2 separate regions of the Arachis hypogaea genome follow, and region 2 is linked to region 1. A link is a contact called in public Hi-C data. All regions are on one chromosome and are shown on one strand. Each heading gives the region's core, a stretch centred on a gene start, on an enhancer-like site or on the middle of the called end of the contact. The rest is flanking DNA. Distances are from core to core; before and after follow the strand shown.

Region 1 (2,887 bases), core at 204-2,703:
CAAAAATAATTTGTCTCATAAATTTCCGCTGCTGAGTTCAAACAGAATCAGATTTGTAACTTTGCTCTAAAAGGGCTGAAAACAGCAAACCAAAGGAAGGCATAGATTCAACCCCCCTTCTCTAAGCCTACCATAACCTTCACATAGCTTAGTTACAATTTTGACGAGACTTTTGGAATTTTGGCTCTTCTCGCCTCGGCAACTTGTCAATCTTACATTTTAATCTTGGAACAGGTTGAGTTTATGCAATGGAGTTATTAGTTGGTTTTTTTTGTTCAAATAAATTGGACAGTTTTTCAATTTTGGGGATTATATCACAAATTTACACATATTTTTTTTGTACATTGAAGGCCCTAAGGTCAGGAACAAAATAAAAAACAAAATAAATTAACGAAAAAAAAACCCCACTTCTATCAGCAAATAAAATAAGAGTGGTCTCTTTGGGAAGATGATCCCAAGTAGCATGCTCTTTGTTTTGATTTAGTAGCAAATTTGCAATGCCATCAGCTAATTGATTAGCCTCTCTATATATGTGTTGTATGGGCACTTGCCAATTTCTATTGAGAAGCTCTTTGATTCTTCTAATCGGGCGAGTTAGTGTTGGGTGGCGTTTTGGAGGGTTCTCCATCAAATTCACAGCTGCTTGGGAGTCTGTTTCTAACTCAATCCTTCTAAATCCTTTCTTCCATGCTATCTCCAGTCCCTCTCGTATTGCTGCAACCTCCGCTTCTATTGCCTTTGCATAAGTCAGACGTCTAGCATACCCATAAACCCAATCACTATCTGCATTTCTGAAAATTCCAGCACAGCTGGCTTACCCAGGATTACCTCTCGAGGCCCCATCTGTATTTAGCTTGATCCAACCCTCTTGAAGTGGTTTCCAAGAAACTGCCAGAAATTTTTCATACTGATTGTTCTCTAATCTTCTTCTGGCATCTCTGATTTCTCTGCTAAGCTCCTTATTTTCATCTCTTTGATTCTTAAGGGGGTGTTTATATTGGAATGTATATATTCATTCTTAAATTTTCAAATAAGCCAAACAGCCGTGACAAAAACGTCTTTCTATTCTATATCATCATCAAACCCCATATCCATAGTCATGTTAGCAATAATCCACTCTTTCAAATCAAGATTATAAAACATACCAATATTCTGCGATTTCACCAGGCAATTCTACACTGGCGATGACATGGGACAATCTCGAATAACATGAAAAGGAGTCTCAATATCATTGTCACAACTCATGCAGTTGGGATTGTTTCCTCTACCCCATATTGCAGTTCTGGAAGCTGTTAGTTGGTCAAGGAAGGATTACATTTAGGGGGTTTTGGCCTTTTGGGTCAAATAGACAAATACATGAGGTTTTTTGGGTCATAGCATCACATGACACATAGAGTCACAAGTGTAATCGTGTAAAGAACCCATAGAACATGTTTGGGGAACAAAAAGACCAAAGAGTTAGAGAGATGACCAAAAGTACTTGTACTTAGGCCCAACAAGACCCAAACAAAAGCAGGCCCAACATTTTTTCATTTGTTCAAAATACAATTAAAAATAGCTCTGCATTTTTACCAAAAGAAAAAGCTCTGCATTAATATTCTTTTTCAATTTCATTTTTTTAAATATTTATTTAAATAAAACATAATATTTATTTTTTATTTCACAGCGCAAACAATTTATTTTTAAATAACAGAGAAATTAAAAATTATTTTTCATTATAGGCCACCGCCTTTCAATTCTGATATAGAATAATTTGATGGAAAAATCTAGGGGCCATCAGTTTTATTGAATTTTGGCCAGTATGTAACCAGCAGAAAAAAGTGAGCCATATCACACCAATCTCACACCATCAAATCATCATTGATGACTAGTTGATGACTAACAATCACAAAAATTGTTGACTCCCTAATATTGCTCTAATTTGATATTTGAAGATGAAATGGAAAGAATTTGCATTGTCAACCACCAACTCTCTTAAAAGGTTCATCTCTTTTAAACGTTAAGCTTTAATTTTGATTGGACAGAGATGGCAAGAAGATCAAGATGCATGGATGAAACTAGTGATGGTGGAAGGAATAGGATGATGTATTGCATCGAAAAATGATATTGGGCCATAACAATTTTTTATTTTTTGGTCATTAATTAATTATTAATATTTAAAAATATAAAATAAAATAAATTAAACTAAAAAAATTAAATTAATAATTAATTAATAACTAAAAATAATAAATTATGATGCTCCTAACATTTCTCGTTTTGCATCCCACCAAAAAGCATAGTAGATCTGACCGAAAATATATAAACCATTAACCATATCTTCAAAGGAAACGAAATCATTAATAAAGAAAAGGAAAACACAAAATTCATGGAACTTAAAAGATGACATATATTTATAATGCAAAGTTATCTCCACACGAAGAAACCACTTTAATTTGCCATGGCTCGCTTTATTACTTCTACTTATTGGATGTAGCTCTCTTTTTACTTTTTAGTGTTTACTCCAACTTACGCCACACCTTTGTTTATTTTGTGATGAAAAAGCAAAGGGTTGTGAATTGTGATTTAGCTTTTTAGTATTCAATACGTGTTAAATTGTTTCGCTGTATTTTGACCGATGAATACCCTCTAGATTCTAAATCTTTTAAACCACTTTGGAGTGAAAATGCCACACCCCCAGTATGGTGTTGCAGTAATGAGAACATTATCCTCAGCTATTTCTTCCCATTTTATATGGTCTACGCTATTTGGACATAAAATTTAAACTCCCATCCTGTTTCTTCAGTTTCTAAATTTATATATGTTTGTACTAATTGAATTTAAAACAGTGAACTTTGAATGAGTCAAACATGCCTAATCTATTGATGTAGCCTCTTATATATAATTAAAT
Region 2 (2,700 bases), core at 141-2,640, 58 kb before region 1:
GGCAACATTTTTATATATTTAAAGTACTCCTAACAAAAATCAATCTCAGAATCAATTAATTAAATCATTAACTATTTTGAATATTTTGCAAAATGAAATGTATATATTAAGGAACATAAGAACTTATTATTTCCTTCCTTGTATACATATATACTTCTTCGGTTGCATTACACCATGAAGATCTTATCTTAATTATGACATTATTAGTTTATTTTACATTCTAGCGGCAATCCTTGAGGGAAGCGTTTTAAGTCGGAACAATAGTTATAGACTATGAAATTCTTGTGCACCCAGTTGAGTTTGTCTACTTCAGAGGGCTTCAACCCTTGTGTGATCCATTTTTCACCAACGGAATTATGATTATTACTCTTTTTGTTTGGGTGTGTGCAAGAAGACGTAATAGAAGGAGGAGTAGACTCAACACAAGCATTGACAAAAAAATTTTTAAAATATGCAATGAATGGAGCTGCACTCCAATTTGTCTTGATTAGACCACTCCTTGTAGCCCAATCTTCAGCATCCCATAAGCTTCCATACATTCTCATTGGTTTCTTCATTGGAAATGATATATTCCTTGATTCATAGTTCTTGAATTCTCTAATAGGAATTCCATCCACATATAAGCTGAGTACACAAATTATTAATTAAATGAAACAAATAAACATGCATGACTTTAGATTAATTAATTAACTAATTAACTAATTGATACATACATGATGCATAGTGGATTCCACAGAATTGAGTAAGTGTGAAAATCAGAAGTGGGATCAAACCATAGATAGAATTGTTGCTCCCTGCCACCTTTACCTTGCGTGATTACATTAGAGTGAAGAATATACGGGTTGCCACTCAGATTTCCAAGGAATTCAAAGTCTATTTCATCCCAAGTTGATCCTTCTGATTGTAACTACATTAGTAAACATTCTATTTAGTTAATTAAAAAATTAATTAACATAATAATATGAAGAGAATTGAAAGAGATTGGAAGGAGGAGTGAATATACATAGAAAGAAGTGACAGTGCCTGCAGAATTTCCAGGAACAAGTTTGAGTTGAATTTGAAAGTGGCCAAAAAGATAGTGATCCTTGGATTGGAATCCAGAGCCAGAGGCAGCGTCAAGGGACACAGTAAGAAGCTGGCCATTGTTGAGCATCTGGGCACGCCCGTTACCCCATGTTATGTCAATGTTCTTATGCAAATCGCCACCGCACAACATCATCATCATCGTCATAGTGAATAGTGCCACCATAACAACACTAGTGGGATAAGGCAGAAGCATGTTGTTCTTGTGAATTTAGGAGAGAAAAAGAAGAGGATGAATGATGTGATGACGAGAGATTCAATGAATAAAGAGAATGTGTGTGAGTGTGAGGTGATAGTGGAAACAGATGTCAATTATAACAGGAAGTGGTTTAGACGGTGAAACAGCCATGCCTTACTACCAAGTGTATAAGTATGTCAATTATATTTGGCATTTTGTCAATTATCCATTCTGCTTTTTTTGTTTCAAACTTACAGTAAATTCTTACAATTGATATGATATAATAATTAATATTCAGTGCAGGTTGTATTTGCTAGAATTCATTTTGAGCGTAGTGGTGAAATGCAATAACAACCAGTTAATTAAAAAAACTACTCTTGAAGCCCAACTCAATTCATGAATAAAAGCACAATCACCCAAACACTTGGAGCCCCAACATTTGGTCAAACAGATATATCGAAGTTCTTCATCTTCCTTCAAATAATAATTACTTTCCTTCTAACAAAATCTGTAACTGTATTTGAATTGAAGTTTTAAAACGTGAATTTGTCTAAATTGATTTTGATAAAGAGTGAACTAGTGTTAACTTGATTTATATTTGAATATTTTTATATTAAAATAGATTGTAATAAATTAAATATTATTTAGATTATATTATTTAAAATTATATTTAGATAAAATTACTAAAAAAATCTAAATTTATATCATTGAAACCATGCAGCTTAAAATATAAAGGTGGAAATTCAAGTGCAGTCGATTTTACGTGAAGTTGATATCTGAAAGTCGTTGGATGATTTTACTGATTTAATTAAATTTTCATCTAACAACTCTCAGACATGAAGTCGACTTCACCTAAATTTTTCACCGATAAAAGAATTACCAAATAGAAACACACAATAGTGCGTCTCTAAAGCTGACTCAACAAAGATAATAATGAAATAGGTTCTCTGGAACATACCAGAGCAGAGGTCACCGAAACCTTTAACATAGTCCATTTTGAATCAAAAGAATTGATTGAATAAGCCAAAAAAATCTTTGGTTTTCTATTAATTCAGGCAGAGTCCACACAGAGACCACCACCGCTCTGTTAATAATTTAATAGCCCACTGAAACAAAATAAAAAATGACACAAACTAAATTTGCTATCCAACTGTCATCTTCCCACTTCATCTTACCACCAACTAATTTTTATTATTCTTATTTTTTCAAATTCTAAATTCTAACACATACCAATGTTGTCACTATAAATTTGTAGCACACCAATTTACTTCTCATGACAAATAAATACGAATTATTCTGTTGTGTCTCACATAAACAAAAACCTGTTTTGTCTAATGGCTGCTGCTTGTGTGAACAATAATAATGATGCATTGATTGTGATTGTCATAACATTGTTCCTAATAATCACTTTGCCTTCTTCTTCTATGGCTGGTAGCAAT

Evidence for each region. Hi-C and Micro-C count contacts between places; a contact is called where the count stands out from the background.
Region 2: a Hi-C map of leaf shows a contact between it and region 1, with 2.1 times the contacts expected there. The contact joins the promoter of LOC112698359 here to the enhancer-like site in region 1. A contact is called at or near these places in 3 of 8 Hi-C or Micro-C datasets (all in leaf).

The regions. Positions count from the first base shown.
Region 1 is chr1:96,306,522-96,309,408 of arahy.Tifrunner.gnm2.J5K5, reverse strand. No RefSeq gene overlaps it. Among protein-coding and RNA genes, the nearest start is that of LOC112698307, 22 kb to the left of the region's middle. Within about 2 kb of position 1,453, at least 1 of the 3 cell types and tissues checked has open chromatin away from gene starts, as enhancers often do.
Region 2 is chr1:96,364,853-96,367,552 of arahy.Tifrunner.gnm2.J5K5, reverse strand. It overlaps LOC112698359 (xyloglucan endotransglucosylase/hydrolase protein 24), which reads right to left and starts at 1,390. Exons shown (of 3, transcript XM_025751633.3): 1 at 1,004-1,390; 2 at 714-907; 3 at 103-624. The coding sequence starts at 1,279. The coding sequence ends at 204. It overlaps LOC112698343 (xyloglucan endotransglucosylase/hydrolase protein 22-like), which reads left to right and starts at 2,554. Exons shown (of 3, transcript XM_025751632.3): 1 at 2,554-2,700. The coding sequence starts at 2,596.